Regions from separate parts of the Mus musculus genome. Here all the other regions are linked to region 1. The links are chromatin contacts, called in public HiChIP or PLAC-seq maps. All regions are on one chromosome and are shown on one strand. The core of a region is the stretch at or near the end of the contact, and the rest is flanking DNA. Distances in the headings are between cores, read along the strand shown.

What was found. HiChIP or PLAC-seq counts read pairs in DNA pulled down with a chosen protein or histone mark.
Region 2: an H3K4me3 HiChIP or PLAC-seq map of stem cell-derived neural progenitor cells shows a contact between it and region 1, with 24 times the contacts expected there. The contact joins the promoter of Zfp85 here to the promoter of Zfp708 in region 1. A contact is called at or near these places in 6 of 39 promoter capture datasets (the HPC-7 cell line, cranial neural crest, frontonasal cranial neural crest and 3 more), 6 of 484 Hi-C or Micro-C datasets (CD4 T cells, the G1E-ER4 cell line, cerebral cortex and 2 more), 4 of 115 datasets of contacts at active chromatin or transcription factors (bone marrow-derived macrophages, embryonic stem cells and stem cell-derived neural progenitor cells) and 4 of 9 other capture datasets (adipose tissue, liver, macrophages and 1 more).
Region 3: a contact with region 1 is called in an H3K27ac HiChIP or PLAC-seq map of double positive thymocytes, with 4 times the contacts expected there. The contact joins the promoter of Zfp273 here to the promoter of Zfp708 in region 1. A contact is called at or near these places in 3 of 39 promoter capture datasets (the C10 cell line, embryonic stem cells and liver), 27 of 484 Hi-C or Micro-C datasets (the G1E-ER4 cell line, the N1E-115 cell line, bone marrow-derived macrophages and 14 more), 29 of 115 datasets of contacts at active chromatin or transcription factors (CD8 T cells, DN3 thymocytes, the NIH/3T3 cell line and 16 more) and 5 of 9 other capture datasets (adipose tissue, embryonic stem cells, liver and 2 more).
Region 4: a contact with region 1 is called in an H3K4me3 HiChIP or PLAC-seq map of stem cell-derived neural progenitor cells, with 5 times the contacts expected there. The contact joins the promoter of Zfp738 here to the promoter of Zfp708 in region 1. A contact is called at or near these places in 3 of 39 promoter capture datasets (cranial neural crest, embryonic stem cells and second pharyngeal arch cranial neural crest), 2 of 115 datasets of contacts at active chromatin or transcription factors (pro-B cells and stem cell-derived neural progenitor cells) and 1 of 9 other capture datasets (liver).
Region 5: an H3K4me3 HiChIP or PLAC-seq map of bone marrow-derived macrophages shows a contact between it and region 1, with 5 times the contacts expected there. The contact joins the promoter of Zfp729a here to the promoter of Zfp708 in region 1. A contact is called at or near these places in 1 of 484 Hi-C or Micro-C datasets (LSK cells), 3 of 115 datasets of contacts at active chromatin or transcription factors (bone marrow-derived macrophages, cardiomyocytes and stem cell-derived epiblast-like cells) and 2 of 9 other capture datasets (adipose tissue and macrophages).

What each region holds. Positions count from the first base shown.
Region 1 is chr13:67,079,143-67,082,946 of GRCm38.p6, reverse strand. It overlaps Zfp708 (zinc finger protein 708), which reads left to right and starts at 1,402. Exons shown (of 4, transcript NM_001012448.2): 1 at 1,402-1,497. The coding sequence starts at 1,492.
Region 2 is chr13:67,752,673-67,756,625 of GRCm38.p6, reverse strand. It overlaps Zfp85 (zinc finger protein 85), which reads left to right and starts at 1,424. Exons shown (of 4, transcript NM_001001130.3): 1 at 1,424-1,563. The coding sequence starts at 1,558. Zfp85os (zinc finger protein 85, opposite strand) reads right to left here. Exons shown (of 3, transcript NR_027969.1): 2 at 3,432-3,638; 3 at 1-2,047.
Region 3 is chr13:67,812,089-67,816,203 of GRCm38.p6, reverse strand. It overlaps Zfp273 (zinc finger protein 273), which reads right to left and starts at 2,388. Exons shown (of 4, transcript NM_198322.3): 1 at 2,308-2,388. The coding sequence starts at 2,313. All of the region lies in intron 2 of 4930525G20Rik (RIKEN cDNA 4930525G20 gene), which reads left to right.
Region 4 is chr13:67,681,497-67,685,370 of GRCm38.p6, reverse strand. It overlaps Zfp738 (zinc finger protein 738), which reads left to right and starts at 1,859. Exons shown (of 4, transcript NM_001001187.3): 1 at 1,859-1,968. The coding sequence starts at 1,933.
Region 5 is chr13:67,636,006-67,640,183 of GRCm38.p6, reverse strand. It overlaps Zfp729a (zinc finger protein 729a), which reads left to right and starts at 2,403. Exons shown (of 4, transcript NM_183146.4): 1 at 2,403-2,537. The coding sequence starts at 2,502.

The sequences.
Region 1 (3,804 bases), core at 153-2,652:
TATCACTAATTTTGCTGTTATGAATTGTAATGTAACTATGTGATATGCAGATGATCTTAAGCAACCCCTGAAAAGGGTTGTTTGACCCTCAAGGGGTCATAACTTGCATGTTGAAAATTGCTTTATAGCAGGGCGCGGTGGCACATGACTTTAATCCCAACACTCGGGAGGCAGAGGCAGGCAGATTTCTGAGTTAGAAGCCAGCCTGGTCTACAAAATGAGTTCCAGGACAGCCAGGGCTACACAGAGAAACCCAGTCTCGGAAAAGAAAAAAAAAAAAAAAAAAAAAAGGAAGGAAGGAAGAGAAAAAAGAGAAAATTGCTGTTATATAGACTTCCAGCAGAAGGTGTGGTCCAGATTAAAATTGTTATCTTCCCACCTCAGGATTGGAATTAAAGGCATGTATTTCCACCTGTTGCAGTAATTCCCCAACCCTGATACCCCAATAAGTCTATGCAAAAACCACACAACTCAGTTACATTATTTACAAGCTGCACGCTTAGACTGAGCAGATTTATCACTACACTACTCTATTCCCCAGCTGTGAGATCCCACATTATTTGCTGCCTCTCAGGGCCTTGTGGTTCTGCTCCATCTTCCTCTTATCTTCTCTTCCTCAGTCTTCTTCCTCCCTCGCTCCCTACTCTTCCCTCACTTCCTAAAACCTCTAGCCCCACCTTTCCCTTCCACTGCCCAATCACAGGCTCTAGTCTTTATTTGACCAGTTAGAATGGGGAGAAGGTTCACAGGAAATCACCTGAGTATGTGATCCACTCCTCTCAGGGGCAACCCCTCTTGAGGAAGCTGAATTAACATCAGAATACAAACAGCACCAGGGCAACCCACAACATCTACCTCACAAGTCATGACTAGAAGTGGATCCACCCACTTCAAACAAACAAAAATCCCTCAAAGGTGTCCCTTGTATTTCTTCTGGATTCCATCTAATTCTAGATGTAGTCAAGTACCAAGAATAGAAATCACAGGAGAAAAGAGTTTATTTGGTTTACATAACCTGGATTGCTGTCCATTGGAAGAAGCCAAGGCTGGAATTCAAAGAGGGCAGGAACCCGGAGGCAGGAGCTGCTGATGGTTTTTATTTTAAATCTAGTATAATTGAGTCAATGAGTTTTCCTCCTGCCAAAAGACTCTAGGAACCCCAGAGCTTTTTAGGTAACGTCTTTGATCAGAGTAAGAAGTAAACCTAATACAAGTTGCCGTCAAAGGCTGGATTTATATTCCCACAAGACCTTTGTAAATTTGAGACTTAAAAAGCAGCCTAATCCAGTGACAGGCTATAAATAGTTCTCCCTGACTTTGGTTCAGGGCAGTCCTTCGCGTAGACTTCTGGGAAATGTAGTCTCTCTTAGCATGACTCCGCTAGACCGGACTCTACTCCTCTGTGCTTCCGGTTCATTTTGCTTTTGTGTTTCTCCAAACTCTGCGGCTTTCTCAAAGTTGGAACAGTGTGGCTTGCGCTCCGCGCTCGACATGGAGGTTGGTCCCGGCTGCAGCCTAGCCTTGCAGGCCTCATGAACTATACGGGTGGGCGGGCCCGGGGTGCAGGGAGCCGGGGAGGGCTGGGCGGGAGGCGGAGAGAAGCCCACGTGGTCCTGCAGTGCGGACCTAGGCTTGGCCAGAGTGCAGGGGTGGGGCGCACGCACGGTGCAAGGAGTGATTGCTCTGTTAGGACAGAGCGGCTGACAGAGTCAATCATGTGTTTCAGGGACCTGAGAGGTGGCCTGCTACTGCGAGAATGGAGACTGGAAAGTCTAGGGTTGGTAGAGCAGGGTGGCTTGGCTGACCGTGCCAGAGGCAGGCTGTGATGAGAGCTCATACCCCACCTTGGCTGGGGAAGCTTGCTGTTAACTAGTTTTCACATTGCTGTTGTCAGATCCCTCAGGAAATCTAGAGCAAGTGGGTTTTTCTGGGCCCTCCCGTATTCAATGAGAGGCCCAGGACTCTGATTTTGAGTTCGTGTGGCTCATAGTTTCCAGGACAGTGAGTTCTGCGGGGGAGTTTGGTGTATGGGATGTTCGTCCCGTTTTCTTTGTGATAAATTGTTAGTTTTCAGGGCGGCTCACTTTGGATAGGAATCACTCCTTTACCCACTGTGACAGAACCCTCACATTCACACACCTGTATGAGGAAAAAAAAAAAAATCTCATCGAGGGGGCACTCTGAACTTTGTCCCAGCTATCACTGATCCTACAACACTGCAGAGTGGAAAATACTAGAGATTATTACCACATACAATTGCACCGGAGACTGCGATGTCAGAAATTTGGTGTTGTGTGGAAAGATTGAGAGTGAAGTTGAAGAGCTGTGGCTCACTCAGGGTCCTGTGATTGTATACAGCCAATGCTCACCCTGCCCTTTGTATACAGCCGCTGCTCATCCTGACATTTGTACTGTTTTTGCCACACTTCAGTCAAATTGATTTGTGTGCTGGAGACTGACTTACAGCATTAAAATCTATACCTGAGAAGCATGGGCTTTAAACTACATCAATACCAATACTTTCTATGTATCATCTAACAATCATTAAAATATGGACATTTTCTAATTAATGTCACTAATCTGCAGGAAACTAAGAATGTGCCGTTTTACACTGTTTAAGGTGTGAAAAGTACATTTTCTTGTACCTTAAATCTCGTTTCCTACAATGTAGAGGTGATACAGCAATAAGCACAATTATATTATAGGTCACAACACATAGATGTTTGATATCTATCTATCTATCTGTCTGTCTATCTACACTTTTACTTAATATATTTCTTAAACAGATCTATGATTGAAAATAAAACATCAGTGTATGCTGTGCTGTTTCCTGTTACATCTGCATTTGGGAGGTGGAAGCAGGAAATACAGTCCTTTGGGCATATGCTGAGTCTTATGTTGACTTATTCTTTTAGCTTTTTGTGGGTTCTCCATACTGATTGCCAGAGTTGCTGTACCAAGTTGCAGTCTTAGCAACAGTGACTGGGAGGTTCATTTTTTTCCACTCCTTCCCAGGATTTTTTTTGTCAGTTGTTTTGTTGATCTTAGCCTTTCTGACTGTAGTAAGAAGAAATCTCAAAGTTGTTTTGATTTCCTTGATGGTTAAGGACGATGAACACTTTTTGATGTTTATTTTTTAGCCATTTTTTGTTTCTTCTCTTTAGAACTCTGTTTAAATCCCTAGCTCATTTTTTAATTGTATCATTTATTTCCTTGAACGTTTGTATTTTCAGTTCTTACTATATTTTGGATATTAATCTCTGGACAGATGTGTAGATAACAAAGGTTCTCTCCTATCGTGTAGGCTTCTTCATAGTTGGTTGTTTCTTTAGCTGTCCGGAAGTTTTTAGTTTTATGGAATCCCACCTGTCAGTTGTTGGCCTTAATTCCTGCGCAAATGGTGTCCTTTTAAAGAAAAGTCCTTTCCTGCACCTATATTTTGTAGAATACTGCTTATATTTTCTCCTAGCAGTTTAGTGTTTCAGGTTTCAAATTGAGGGTTTTGACCCACTTGGATCAGTTTGTGCAGTGCAATAGATACAGGTCTAGTTTCATTCTTCTGCATGCGGTCATCCAGTTTTCCAAGCATCATTTATTGAAGGTGTTATCTTTTTTCCTGTGTGTGTGTGTGTGTGTGTGTGTGTGTGTGTGTGTGTGTATTTTTTCTTGCCTCTGTCAAATATCAGATTTAAGCCACCCTACATTTCCAGAATAAAGGCAGCCTGGTCATGGCATATGATCTTATGACATTTGCTTGTATTTGGTTTCCATGATGCTGTCATTCATGGGGTCTCCACTGCAACT
Region 2 (3,953 bases), core at 175-2,674, 670 kb before region 1:
ATTACTTATTGTGAAGATGAAATGCCCTACAGGCTTGCCCACAGCCCAACCATATAGAGGCTTTTTCTCACTGAGGCTTCCTCCTCTGATGACTTTAGCTTGTGTCAAATTGATATAAAACCCAGCACAATTTCTTTCTGGTGATGAAACAAAAAAAGAACAATCTGATCTTCCCACTCTCTCATCCAAGAAGTAATCTCATTGTGAATCAGTGACCATGGCACGAAAACAAACTCTTTCCTCTCGTGGGGTTTATCGTTGGGTCTCAGATGTTACCAGTACAGGAATACATACACACGAGATAGGGAGTCCCATCACTCCGTGGTGTCAGTCCAGCCCCTTTCTTGCAATGAGTTCATTCTGTATGATCAGGAACATATTTCTGATACCTTTGTATTAAAGGAAGATTCATTCCTGTGTTATGAGATGAGGGAATAGAGTGAACTTCAAGCAAAAAACAAAACAAAACAAAAGAACCTTTAAGTACTTCCACATGAATGGGAGTAATGTAAGGAGTCCAGAAAGAGACTGGAAGTTGAATAGGGCAGATCCGAAGTAATACAGAGAGAAATCTTATGATGAGTGTTGGATAGTGGGTCAGGAGTCAGTTCACACACCATACTGATTCCAAGACCAGTTTTCCTCTAACTGGGAGAGGAGCCAGGAAGAACATTTGGTGGTGAATAGTTGTATGAGATTGTGAAAGAGAATCTGGTGAAGCTCTCTCAAATGTTAAATTGTTTACACGGATATCGGAGGAACGTGTGGACAAGGGGACTAAGGACAGATGAAAATCTCAAAGGGTTTCTGGGACTTATAGGTAAGAGACATCTGTGTTCCCTAGTCCACGCCCCAAACCGTGGATTTCAGTGTACACATCAAATCTGTTCGGTTATTTTTTTTTCCTCTTTGATTTAGTGTCATAATGGGTATTAAACCAAGGCCTCCTTCACTCCAGGCAAGTGCTTCACCAGTGAGTAGCCCCCATCTCTTTTGGTACTGTGTAATTTGGGACATAGACTTGTGATTCTTCTGTCTCAAACCCCAGAGTAGCTGAGATTTCAGAATATTTCCAGGAAACTTGGTTTCAAAAACTATCCTAAAGAGTTTGTGGTGTGCCCTAAAGTAGCTTCTTGCTCCGTTATTTTAAAGTAAAATTGACTCAATGTGATTTTTTTTCTGCCCCCCATAAGATTCTAGGAACCCCTGAGCTTTTTAAGTCACAGCATTGATCAGAGTAAGAAGTAAATCTAATACATATTACCGTTAAAGGCTGGACTCATATTCTCAAAATGCCCTTTGTAAATTTGGGATTTTTAAAAGCAGCCTAATTCCAGTTACATACAATCCATGCGCTTTAAATTCTTTGCCTTCTTTGGTTCCGGGTAGTCCTTCGCGTAGACTTCTGGGAAATGTAGTCTCTCTCTCTCTTTCTGTATGACCCCGCTAGACAGGACTCTGCTCTCTGTGCTTCCGGGTTCTTTTTACGTTTGTGATTCTCCAAACTCTGCGGTGTTCTCAAAGTTGGGACAGTGTGGCTTGTTCTTCGCGCTTAACATGAAGGTTGGTCCCGGGTGCAGCCTAGACTTGCAAATCCAGGAACTCTGCGGGTAGGCGGGTCCGGCGTGCAGGGAGCGGGGGAGGGCTGGGCAGGAGGCGGAGAGAAGCCCATTTGGATGTGCAGTGCAGATCTAGGCTTAGGGGTGGCTTGGCTGACCATGCCAGAGACAGGCTGTGATGAAAGCTCACACAGCACCTTGGCTGGGGAAGCTTGCTGTTACTAGCTTTCACATTGCTGTTGTCAGATCCCTCAGGAAATCTAGAGCAAGTGGGTTTTTCTGAGCCCTCCCATATTCTATGACAGGCCCAGGACTCTTGTTTTGAGTTCGTGTGGCTCATAGTTTCCAGGACAGTGAGTTCTGGCGGGGGAGTTTGGTGTATGGGATGTTCGTCCCGTTTTCTTTGTGATAAATTGTTTTCAGGGCGGCTCACTTTGGATAGGAATCACTCCTTTACCCACTGTGACAGAACCCTCACATTCACACACCTGTATGAGGCAAAAAAAAAAAAAAAAAAAAATTCTCATCGAGGGGGCACTCTGAGCTTTGTACCTTCCCAGCTATCACTGATCCTACAACACTGCAGAGTGGAAAATACTAGAGAATATTACCACATACAATTGCACCAGAGACTGCGATGTCAGAAATTTGGACTCCTTTTGTGAAAGGAGAGATAAGTTGCCCAGGTATTTGTATTGTGTGGAAAGATTGAGAGATGGGGTTGAAGAAATGTGGCTCACTAAAGGTCTTGTGATTGTATACAACAGTCTGCTCCCCATGGCATTTGTATACAGCCAGCTGCTCACCCCGTGCTTTGTATACAGCCTTTGCTCACTCTGTCCTTTGTGCTGTTTTTGCCACACTTCAGTCAAATTGATTTGTGTGCTGGAGACTGACTTACAGCATTCAAATCTATACCTAAGAAGCATGGGCTTTAAACTACATTATCATAATACCAGTATTTTCTATGTATTATCTAACTATAATTACAATAATATGGACACTTTCTAGTCAATGCCATTAATGTTCAGGAAACTAAGAACATGTCATTTTACATTTTATGGTGTGAAAAGTACATTTTCTTGTACCTTAGATCCCGTTTCTTAGAAGGTAGAGGTGATACAGCAAAATGCTTATATCACAGGTCACACATGCATGCATTTAATATATACATATACACATTTATATTTAATATATTTATCAAACAGACCTATTTAAAAGAAAATGTCAAATTTAAGGTTACGTGTGCTACCTAAGATTATCAAAAATAATTTATTTTTTAAATAGAGGCACTTGTTTCTCTAGCAAAGGAACATTGTTCAGCCCCCACCAGGCACACAGTGGTTCATAATTGTCTATAACTGCAGTTCCAGGGAACCAATAACATCTTCTGGTCTCCAGGGTAACCATGTGGTGCACCATCATACAAGATGGCAACAACATATGCACAAAAATAAAAATAAATGACTTAAAAAGTTAAACATCACGAGGCCTAGAGAGTTAGCTCTGGGGTTGAGAGCTCTTGTGGTTTTTGTCTAAGTTTGCATATAATATATAGTGTATAAGTTTCAGTAAGTATAAAATAATATGATTTCATGAGGTTTGGTATTCGTTTTCCTTATCTCGCCCTTCCTCTCCATCTGTATGGACCTCCTTTCTTCTTGCCAATTGAAACCCCCTCCAGGTTTATTCTACCCTTTCTCCATCTGTGTTGACCTCCCACCATTTTCCCAGTTGACCCCCCTTCCCCGTAGGTTTTCCCTTTCCCACTTCAGATCACCTGTGTCCTGCTACGCATTTCTCATGCCCCTCCCCACATGCTCCCTTTATACTTCCCTGATTTCCATGGTTACTTCATGCTATATTACTCACATCTGAAAATTTGGAGCTAGAAAGAACTGCTGCAGACTGCTCAGGGAACACCCGTGACTTTGCATTGTGCCGTCATCATCAGGAAATCTTTTGACAGGCTGCAGAAGGTCTTGCAAAGCAAGGAAAGTAGAGGCGCTACATTGGTTCACATGTATATGCACTTATGTGCAGCGTAGTCCAGTTGAGCCTCAGAACAGGGGGGATTGTCTGTGACAATATGAATGGGATTATTACTTCAGACCTGGAAAGGCAAGTAAAAGATGATCTTAGCCATAGAGAGACTCCAAAGAAATAAATCTCACAGAATTTGGAAATAACACAGGTGTCTCCAATGGGCCAGTGATCTGAGGGAGAGAGGCACAGGAAGTATTGGCCAGCGTGTGCACAATGGAGTCAGGTAGGAGTATGACACTTAGGGTACTATTGCACAGAATCGTGACTGTGTGTGACAGTCCTGTAGTGTGTATTTCAGAAGCCTGGAAGACAGGCTTTTAAGCAATTTAAATGTAAAATTATTTGTTT
Region 3 (4,115 bases), core at 1,139-3,638, 730 kb before region 1:
AGCCTCAGGCAGACTTTTCAGACAAGGGCAAAAAGTAGCCACATTCTTCACCAAAATACCACAAAAACAGTCTTTATGCCACATACTGAAATACTTCTCCTTTGAAATCTCTTGGGCCAGGTCAACACAGTTCAAATTACTCACAGCAACAAAGTCTTCCATATTCCTACCATAATGATCCATTAAGCCCCATTTAAAGCAATCCACTCTGTTCCAAATCCAAAGTCCCAAAATCCACATTCTTTTAAATAAAAGCATGGTCAGGCCTATCACAGCAATACCCCACTCCTGGTACCAACTTCTGTCTTAGGGTTTTACTGCTGTGATCAGACACCATGACCAAGGCAAGTCTTATAAAAACAACATTTACTTGGGGCTGGCCTACAGGTTCAGAGGTTCAGTTCATAATCATCAAGGTGGGAGCATGGCAGTATCCAGGCAGGCATGGCACAGGCAGAGCTGAGAGTTCTACATCTTCATCCAAAGGTTGCGGGTGGAAGACTGACTTCCAGGCAACTAGAGTGAGTGTCTTAAGCCCACACCCACAGTGACACACCTACTCCAACCAGGTCACACCTATTCCAACAAGGCCACACCTCCAAATGGTGCCACTCCCTGATCCAAGAATATACAAATGATGACAGTGGCATTGACTAGAATGTGTCCATATTATTTTAATATAGTTAGATAATACATAGAGGGCTGGTGAGATGGCTCAGTGGGTAAGAGTACCTGACTGCTCTTCCGATGGTCCGAAGTTCAAATCCCAGCAACCACATGGTGGCTCACAACCATATATAATGAGATCTGACTCTCTCTTCTGGAGTGTATGAAGACAGCTACAGTGTACTTACATATAATAAAAATAAATACATCTTAAAAAAATACATAGAAAATACTAGTATTTACGATAATGTAGTTTAAACCCATGCTTCTTAGGTATAGATTTTAATGCTGTAAGTCAGTCTCCAGCATACAAATCAATTTGACTGGTGTGGCAAAAACAGCACAAATGGCAGGGTGAGGAGACACGTGTATACAAAGGACGGGATGAGCAGCCAGCTGTTTACAATCACAGTTCCATGAGTGAGCCACAGCTCTTCAACTTCATCTCTCAATCTTTCCACAAGAAAACAAATTTCTTACATCGCAGTCTCTGGTGCAATTTTATGAGTTAATATCTTCTAGTATTTTCCAGTCTGTACTATAGGATCAGTGATAGCTGGGAAGGTACAAAGCTCAGAGCGCCCCCTCTATGAGGTTTTGGTTTTGGTTTTGTTTTTTTGTTTTTTGTTTTTTGTTTTTTTTGTTTTTGTTTTTGTTTTTTGTTTTTTTTTTGCCTCATACAGGTGTGTGAATGTGAGGGTTCTGTCACAGTGGGTAAAGGAGTGATTCCTATCCAAAGTGAGCCGCCCTGAAAACTAACAATTTATCACAAAGAAAACGGGACGAACATCCCATACACCAAACTCCCCCGCAGAACTCCCTGTCCTGGAAACTATGAGCCACACGAACTCAAAACCAGAGTCCTGGGCCTGTCATAGAATATGGGAGGGCTCAGAAAAACCCACTTGCTCTAGATTTCCTGAGGGATCTGACAATAGCAATGTGAAAGCTAGTAACAGCAAGCTTCCCCAGCCAAGGGGCTGTGTGCGCTCTCATCATAGCCTGCTTCCGCACGATCAGCCAAGCCACCCTGCTCTAGCCATGTGGTGTGTCTCAGTGTAGCTCCTTGCTCCATTATCATAAGGTAAAATTGTGTCAATGTGCATTTTCCCTCCTGCCATACGATTCTAGGTACACCTGAGCTTTTAAAGTCACAACATATCGATCAAAGTAAGACGTAAACTCAATACACAGTGACATTGAAAGGTGGAATCATATTCCTACAACAACCTCTTTAAATCTGGTATTTTAAAAGTAGCCTAAAGGTATTGAAAAGCCTTGGGCAATAGCGCTCTTTTGGAGATCTTCGCATAGACTTGTGGGAAATGCAGTCCCTCTAATCATGACGTCACTAGACAGGATTCAAGCTTTCCGATCTCCATTCTTGCACTAGCAGGCCACCTCTCAGGTCCCTGAAACACATGATTGACTCTGGCAGTCGCTCCGTCCTAACAGAGCATTCGCTCCTGGCACCGTGCGTGCGCCCCACCCCTGCACTCTGGCCAAGCCTAGATCTGCATTGCACATCCAAGTGGGCTTCTCTCCGCCTCCCGCCCAGCCCTCACCGGCTCCCTGCACGCCGGACCCGCCCAACCTCAGAGTTCATGAGGTTTGCAAGTCTAGGCTGCACCCGGGACCAACCTCCATGTTAAGCGCGAAGAACAAGCCACACTGTCCGAACTTTGAGAACGCCGCAGAGTTTGGAGAATCACAAATGCAAAATGAACCCGGAAGCACAGAGAGCAGAGTCCTGTCTAGCGGGGTCATGCAGAGAGAAACTACATTTCCCAGAAGTCTATGCGAAGGACTGCCCTGAACCAAAGAAGTCAGAGGGTTTATAGGTCATGGATTGTATTTAACTGGAATTAGGCTCCTTTAAAAATCCCAAATTTACAAAGGGCAATTTGCGAATATGAGTGCAGCCTTTTACAGTAATGTGTATTAAGTTTACTTCTTACTCTGATCAATGCTGTGTCTTAAAAAGCTCAGGGGTTTGAGACAGAAGAATCACAAGTCTATGTCCCAAATTACACACTACCAAAAGAGATGGGGGGCTACTCACTGGTGAAGCACTTGCCTGGAGTAAAGGAGGCCTAGGTTTAACATCCATTATGACACTAAATCAAAGAGGAGAACAAAAACAAAAAACAGAACAATTTTGGTGTGTACACTGAAATCCACAGTTTGGGGCGGATATGGGCTAGGAAACACAGATATCTCTTACCGATAAGCCCCAGAAACCCTTTGAGATTTTCTTCTGTCCTTAGTCCCTTGTCCACACGTTCCTCAATTAATCCGTGTAAACAATTTAATATTTGAGAGAGCTGTGCCAGAGCTTTACCGGATTCTCTTTCACAATCTCACACAACTATTCACCACCAGATGTTCTTCCAGCTCCTGGCTCTACTCTCAATGGGAGGAAAACTGATCTTGGGCTCAATATGGCCAGTGAACTGACTCTTGACACACTATTCATCACTCATCATAGGATTTCTATCATAAGAGATTGCCGCGGAGCACCACAGTCAAGTATGAGGGTCCCTGGAATGAGGGTCCTTGAAGCTAGGTGGATAAGGTTTTGACAGTGACAAATAGAAACAAACACATAGGCAGTTTGAATCTGAGTGTATTCTGCAGCTCTCAAGCAGGAGATATTATACATTAAAAAACTAAACATTACATCTCTTAGAAACTACATCCAAATGAAACATTCACAGATACCAACAAAAATCATTTGGCACAGTAAAGTAGAAAAATCATCCAAGCATTACAACTCTGAAACCATGTATTCAGTGCATTGCAAACAGAACAGGTAACATCATCATAAATCATCAAAATATAACAATTCTAAAAGGATGTATCCAGTGGGGGCTGCCGTCCAAAGCTAGTGGCATATTTCTAGGAGCAGGTTAATAAATCTTTAATGATCAGTGCTAAACTAACTTTCCAGCCCCATGGAATTATTTAACATCTAGTGCCTGATTTTTTATAATCTTCAGTGTATAAATTTAAACTACTTTAATTCTTCCTAATTAAGGCTTTCTTTAACATATACCAAAATCCACCTCCGATGACACATGTGTAGCCATATGAAATTTTATTGTTGGGAAAGTTTTTATCATAATAATTTTGTAAATGATTTAGAAAGTAAAGTGTTGGTTTCCCTGGGGTTAAGGTCATGTTAGTGGCCCAATCTCTAGGGATTATTTCTTACCCATTATTCTCACTTAAGATCTTGGCCTAGGCTACCAGGAACATATAAATAAGAAAAGGAATAAGAGAAAACAAAACAGATAGATTGACATGAGAACTACGACTCAAAATTTTTTCTCTGGTGAAGAGTTCAACAACTGGTTCCAGGAGGCCTCCCCCTTTTGAGGTCAATTGCCTTAGTCTGTGGAACTTGTAACACAGATCCTACTGGAGGTGGTGTGGCAAGAGGTCTGCTC
Region 4 (3,874 bases), core at 610-3,109, 600 kb before region 1:
GTATTATCCTAACCTTGCACAAGAAACTTAAAAATTATGGTTAAAACTGCCAGAGTTCCACTGACTTCAGCCTGCAGTTTCATTGCAAATTTAAGATTTTCTACTCACCCATATATTGTTAATTAAGATTATTACAAGAGTAATCATCTTTTGAAAGCACTAATACAGCTCACTTCATACAAAACTGTGACAGAGTTATCTAGTTATGTTTGTCTTTGTGAATAGATTAGACAATCACTTTGGCTATAGTTGCTGCCTGGCAGGAAACTGCAGTACGGGCAATTTTTTCACAACACTAAAGTTGTGAAGAACATTTTAACTGTAAGTCATCTTAAGAAAGAGTATCAAACTTTAGAGGCGTAGACGGTTACATTGTTCCTCTAGAATTGGTCCTTATTACAGGAGGGCCAAGATGCTCAGATTAAAAAAAGTATTTTACCTTTGAGTCAATGCAGGGCTCTGGGCAGCCCCAGAGCGGCTTGTGGCCTTCTTGTGTTTTGCAAACAGTGCCTGAGAAAGTTTTTCCCTGTGTCCAAGAAAATTTCTTTTTAACAGTGTTGCAGATCTATTCAGATGTTTAAAATAATGCTTAAATTCAAAGAGTTTTGCTTCAGGTGAACTGTAATCACTAGAAAATTTTGCCTCTAGGTATGGCTAATGTAACTTTACCTTATGTAAGAAAAATTTTTATTGTTTCTGCTTCTATACTTGAAGCCAAGAGTTTTAATCTTTCAGTGTATATTGTTTCCTAAGTGGAAAGTATTTTATTAACTAATGCTTCTTAAAGGAAGTTTACCTTAAATCCTTGCTCTCACCCAAAGGATTCAGAGACAATCCTTTTATTACTTAGGGATTTCGCACAGTCTCTGCTCTGAAACAGCTTGCTTTTGAATTATTGTGCCTCAGGGAAGTATGAAATCTTTTCTGTAATGCCATTTGTAGCTTTAACTCAAGCATGAACTACACAGGAATAAACCTTCCCACGAAAAGATGGGAATTCTCAATACTCCAAGTTTCCAGTCTAACTTCTTTAATACATCGACCTCGTTTTACAGTGATATGAACATATTTCTGATACCTTTATATTCCAGGAGGAACGATCTCAGTGTTCTGCTTAGGAGAAGTGAGGGAAGTACAAGGCAGCTACCAGTAATGTTCAAGTATTATCAAATGTGAATGATGACAGGATCAGTGGAGACAGGAAAATCAATAAAGAACATCAAACCAAACACAGAGGGAAATTGAAGAGCCAGTACACACACCATTGTGATCCTAGGAGCTGTGCCCCTCCTCTTGGGAGAGATTCAGAGGAGGAAAGCAAGTGCTCAGAAAATACTTGGTGGTGACTCACTTTGATTTCTAATTCTGTCTTAAGTACCTGGGATGGTTTCGATAACATCTTAAAGAGATAATGCCCACTCTTACATTATCTTCCTTTTTCATATTTTAAGTAAACCATGAAAGCATTAATTTTCCACTCCGTAGTAAGATGCTAATAAGTAGAGATGTGCTTTTTAAAAAACCAAAAACAACAATAACAACAAAAAAGATCCGAGCTTTAAACTCACAATGTTTTAGAAGAGATAACAAGGAAATGCGATAAACATTACTGTGAAACTCAGCTCACAGGCTAACATCGCGTGCTGTGACCAAAGACTTTTTTTAAAGCCCAATTTCCCTGTGGCTGCCCACATGCTGCAGCCTGTTTTTTTCTAACTTCAGCTGCCCAGAGCTGGGCTGCAAGGCAGGCAATGCACAAGACCTCTTCTGTGGGTCCCTGTAAGTCCTTCCAACTGACTTGTGGGAAGTGTAGTCCCGTCCCTTGTGAGGTCATCAGAAAGGGCCCTCGGAATCGAGCTTCCTTAGTCTTTCTTCAAACTTCACTCCTCAAATGTATGCAGTTGTCCTCAGCACTACATCTGGATTTCTGACATGGAGGTTGGTGCAGGGAGCAGCGCCATCTTTCAGGTCTGAGGGGCTGTGCAGGGTGGCAGGTAGGGCACGGAGGGAGCTGGCTCGGGCTTATTGAGAGGCAAGAAGCTGCTGACCTGGAGATGCTGTGCTGACCTAGGCTGGGCCGCTGCGCCTGGGCACGGGTTTGAAGGGGAAAAGACTGAAAACAACAGGATGGCAAGGGCAGGCTGGGTCAGCTGCCTGCCTGTTCCTGAGATGCTGACAAGAGCGCACTCATCATTACCTAGCTGGCCCGTTCTCACGTGACTGTAGTCAGATTCTCAGGACATACAGAGCACTTGACATGTAGCACCCTCTATACGTTATGTCTTGGACACCACTCCTGGTTTGTGCTCAAACAGCTTCCTAAAGTTCCTAGTGTCCAAGGAGCAAGAATCCTGTGAGGGAGGGCAAACTGTTGTGTGGGATGTTAGTTCCTGTTCCTTTGGAACGAATTGTTAGACTCACGGATGCCCTGATTCAAATAAGATTTTCTAATAGACACCTTTGTGACCTGAATGCGACAATACATGGATATAAAACCACAAAATAATCTTGTAGTTGGTATGAACCAGTGTTTGCACAATCCAAATAAATAGGATTTTACACTAAAGATTAAAAATCACTAGACAATAATACCTCAACAATTCTGAGTATGTGTTGTGTCCAAAATTTTGACTCCTTTTCAGATGTGAGAGACTTGACTTGGTGTGATGAGAAATGGCAGGGGGGGCTAGAAAGTCTGAAAGGGAAGGGGGAAATGGCTCTGCTCATCTTCCAGGCTCTGTACATTGCACTCTAATCTGCAAGGATCTGTACATTGCTCTCTAATCTGCCAGAGTCTGTACATTGTTGTCTCTTCACTTGCTTTTCTTCTTTGTGTTCATGTTATCAGCATTGTCTGAACTCTCTTAAATTTTCCTTTATCCCTTAATGTGACATTCATGTTTACTGACACACCCTTCTTAATAGTTTTAGAAAAAATTCTCCCAAGTTTTTCAACTGTATTTGAAAAGCTGTAAGATAGAACTGGAGAGATGGCTCAGTGGTTAAGATATCTGGCTGTTCTTCCAAAGGTCCTGAGTTTAATTCCCAGCAACCACTTGGTGGCTCCCGACTATCTATAATTGGATCTGATGTTCTCTTCTGGTGTGTCAGCAAAAGAATGCTCAAAGAAAGAAAAGAAAGAAAGAAAGAAAGAAAGAAAGAAAGAAAGAAAGAAAGAAAGAAAGAAAGAAAAATACTTTCGGTCTTATGGTTTACACATAGTATGTTTATGATCATTCAAAAATGCACAGTTCTCCTCTTGAAAGGTTAAGAGAATAGTTTAGTACAGAGCAATTTGAGTAGCCATGATCTGAGGACATAGATTTAGTTTAAACCAAATTCCATACTCTAACATGGAATCAGTTTCATGATTGTACACTCAGGAAGAGTGAGAATCAAGCATCCTCCATTGGGCCCTCCTTTTTATTTAGTGTGTCTGGGTCTGTTGATTGTATCATGGATATCTTCGTAGCTAATATCCACTTATAAGTGAGTATATATTATGCATATCCTTTTGGTTCTGGGCTAAGTCACTCAGGAAGATGAAGTGCAAGTTTCTAGTTTCTTTAAATTCAGTTGTGTCACGTAATGTTTTGCTGGAAGCTGTCTCGTCAGAGGGCATGTGATGTTTTGCTGAGAGCAGATGCTTGAGAACGTGGGTGATATTTAGAAAGAAGATAAATAGCACCCCACAGACAATGAGAGGATGCTTCTGCATTGATAGGACCTGCAAAGCTCTGCTGGTCTTCACTACATAGAGAGAAATGCACCAAAGAACTTCTGTGGGATTTTGGCTGCTTCTACTGATTCATATGAATTCAGTGGTTCCTTGTGCTTTCTGTTGGATCTTGCTATGTGTCCTGATTCATGCTTG
Region 5 (4,178 bases), core at 1,154-3,653, 560 kb before region 1:
TTTTCCAAGCTCCTATAGAACATACCACAGAGCACTTAACACAAAATGGATCTTCTAGCGAAAAGTTCCAAAATCTTTCCACAGTCCTCCCCAAAACATAGTCAGGTTGTCAAATGAATACCCCATTCCTAGTACCAAATTATCTTAGTCATGGTTTCTATCCCTGCACAAACATCATGACCAAGAAGCAAGTTGGGGAGGAAAGGGTTTATTAGCCTTGCTTCTGAAAGGTTTCACAAATCTGGTAATGAATTACATGGCCATCGGACTGGTTGATTTTGTGTCAAATTGACACAAGCTAGAGTTATCACAGTCTATATCTTTTTATTGAAAACATAATCTTGTCTATTTCCTGAGGAACTGATTCTAATCTTTAGTGGTTTGATTATTGTATAACAAGGAGACACTGATAGTTTGAATATGCTTGGTCCATGGGAAGTTGTACTGTTAGGAGGTATGGCCTGATTTGAGGTATAGTCTTTCTACAGGAAGCATGTCAGGAGGTGTTGTTTGGATAACTCATATATGTGGTTGAGTCTGGCCAGTGTGACCCAGAGCCTCTTCCTTGCTGTATGCAGAAGACAGACCCCCTTCTGCTGCCTGCAGATAAAAATGTAGACCTCTCATTTCTGCCTAAACCTTACCATGCTTTCTACCATGATGATATTGAACTGACTCTCTGAAAATGTAAGCCAGTTCCAATTAAATGTTTTCTTTCATAAGGGCTTATCCCTAACTAGCTTACAAGTAAAAGAGGTTCAGACTCGAGGTTATTTCATCTGGCTTTGACAAGTACTGGGGTTCAACCCCTAATTTACTCTTCCTCTAACTGCTTTCTTGGCTACCTTCCCAGTGGTGTACTTCAGATACTTAATGTTTCTCCCAGCCATGTACACCCCCCCCCCATGGCAGCTCATCCTCTTCACCCATTCTTCCTCCTTTTCCTGGCCTCTTTTCCTTCTCTCTCTTCTCCACCCCATACCACCTAACTCAAAAGCCACCTACTTCTAGTCCTTCCAGTAATAGGCTGTACCAAATTTGATTTAACTAATAGTTTTCAATCAAGGAACAAGGTTTGCACAACAGAACCTTTTAAATGTGAGAGGTCCATGGTAAGCTTAGACCTTCAGATATAAAATTTAGTATTACAATACATAGCAACATACCAAACCTCAACACATACACATATTGGAAAACTAACTATGCTCAGAAATGTTAAGTCCTTCTGGTTGTTGGCAATGCCCTTCACTACAGCCATCAGGGGGATGACAGACCACTCATGACCTCATTCTAAACAGACATGCCAATCAAATGTCCAGGTGAATGTACTGCTTGTTGACTCTAGTTTTTCTAAGTTAAGGAATCTGTTCTGATCCCTAGGCAAACACACTCCCTAGAGAAGAAAAATTGGAATGGGATTTTGCACAGTCTCTGCTCTGAAACAGCTTGGCTTTGAATTATTGTGCCTCAGGGAAGTATGAAGACTTTTCTGTAATGCCATTTGTAGCTTTAACTCAAGCATGAACTACACAGGAATAAACCTTCCCACGAAAAGATGGGAATTCTCCATACTCCAAGTTTCCAGTCTAACTTCTTTAATACATCGACCTCATTTTACAGTGATATGAACATATTTCTGATACCTTTGAATTCCAGGAGGAACTATCTCGGTGTTCTGTTTAGGAGAAGTGAGGGAAGTGCAAGGCAGCTACCAGTAATGTTCAAGTATTATCAAATGTGAATGATGACAGGATCAGTGGAGACAGGAAAATCAATAAGGAACATCAAACCAAACACAGAGGGAAATTGAAGAGCCAGTACACACACCATTGTGATCCAAGGAGCTCTGCCCCTCCTCTTGGGAGAGATTCAGAGGAGGAAAGCAAGTGCTCAGAAAACACTTCGTGGTGACTCAGTTTGATTTCTAATTCTGTCTTCAGCACCTGGGATGGTTTTGATAGCATATTAAAGAGATAATGCCCACTCCTACATTAACTTCCTGCTTTCATATTTTAAATAAACAATGAAAGCATGAATTTTCCATTCGGTAGTAATATTCCATAAGTAAATCTGTGCTTTAAAAAACCAAGGGGAAAAAAAAAAAAGAAAGAAAGATCGAAGCTTTAATCTCACAATGTTTTAGCAGAGATAACAAGGAAATGTGATAAACATTACTGTGAAACTCAGCTCACAGGCTAACATCGCTTGCTGTAACCAAAGACTTTTTTAAAAGCCCACTTTCCCTGTGGCTGCCCATGTGCTGCAGCTTAGTTCTTTCCAACTTCAGCTGCCCACAGCTGGACCGCAAGGCAGGCAATGCACAAGACATCTTAGGTGGGGTCCCTGTAAGTCCTTCCAACTGACTTGTGGGAAGTGTAGTCCTGGTTCCTGTTTCGTCATTAGAAAGGGCCATCGGACTCGAACTTCCTTATTCTTCCTTCAAACTTCACTCCTCAAATGTATGCAGTTGTCCTGCTCAGCGCTGCATCTGGATTTCTGAGATGGAGTTCGGTGCAGGGACCAGCGCCTTCTTTCAGGTCTGAGGGGCTGTGCAGGGTGGCAGGTAGGGCACGGAGGGAGCTGGCTCGGGCTTGTTGAGAGGCAGGAAGCTGCTGACCTGGAGATGCTGTGCTGACCTAAGCTGGGCCGCTGCGCCTGGGCACGGGTTTGAAGGGGAGAAGGTTGAAAACAACAGGATGGCAAGGGCAGGCTGGGTCTGCTGACTGCCTGTTCCCGAGATGCTGACGGGAGCGCACTCATCATTACCTAGCTGACCCGTTCTCACGTGACTGTAGTCAGATTCTCAGGGCATACAGAGCACTTGGACTTGTAGCGCCCTCTGTATGTTATGTCCTGGAGACTACTCCTGGTTTGAGCTCAAACAGCTTCCTAAAGTTCCTAGTGTCCAAGGAGCAAGAATCCTGTGAGGGAGGGCAAACTGTTGTGTGGGATGTTAGTTCCTGTTCCTTTGGAATGAATTGTTAGACTCACGGATGCCCTGATTCAAATCACATTTTCTGATAGACACCTTTGTGACCTGAATGCGACAATACATGGCTATAAAACCACAAAATAATCTTGTAGTTGGTATGAACCAGTGTTTGCACAATCCAAATAAATAGGATTTTACACTAAAGATTAAAAATCACTAGACAATAATACCTCAACAGTTCTGAGTATGTGTTGTGTCCAAAATTTTGACTCCTTTTCAGATGTGAGAGACGACTTGGGGTGATGAGAGATCACAGGGTGGCACTGGAAAGTCTGAAAGGGAAGGGGGAAATGCCTCTGCTCATCTGCCAGGCTCTGTGCATTGCTTTCTAATCTGCCAGACTCTGTACATTGTTGTCTCTTCACGTGCTTTTCTTCCTAGAGTTCACGTTATCAGCAGTGTCTGAACTCTTTTAAATTTTCTTTTGTCCCTCAATGTGACATTCAGGTTTAGTGACACACCCTTAATAGTTTTAGAAAGAATTCTCCAATTTTTTCAACTGTATTTGAAAAGCTGTAAGATAGGGAAGGAGAGATGGCTTATTGGTTAAGAGCATGCCTATTCTTCCAAAGGTCCTGAGTTTAATTCCAGCAACCACTTGTTGGCTCCCAACCGTCTATTATTGGATCTGATGTTCTCTTCTGGTATGTCAGCAAAAGAATGCTCATATAAATAAATAAATAAATATTTTGAAAAGTTGTAATATAAATTTCAAAAGCCGTGGCACTCTTGGGGTCTTATGATTTACACATAGTAGGTTTATGTTCATGTAAAAATGCACAGTTCTCCTCTTAAAGGGCTAAGAGAATTGTTTAGTCCACAGCTATTTGAGTAGCCATGATCTAAGAACATAGATTTAGTTTAAACCAAATTCCATACTCCAACATGGAACCAGTTTCATGGTTGTACAGAACAAATAATGTCATTGACCAAGGAAAATTTGAAATACATTGGTGTGAGTCTGATAGAGGCATGCACTATGAGACATTGGAGATATTTTCAATGTCTAAGATACCATCTGATGAGATTTTAGCTTTTGGATTGATAGAAGCTCATGTTCTGCCTAGTCAGTGGATTCTGGGAGGTTTTTATCTATTGTCACAAGCTGTGTGGCCGACTACAGAGTGAGGCAAGGACTGACCCTGAAGGTAAAACCAGCCCAAGGTAAGACAGCTAACCCTAAACC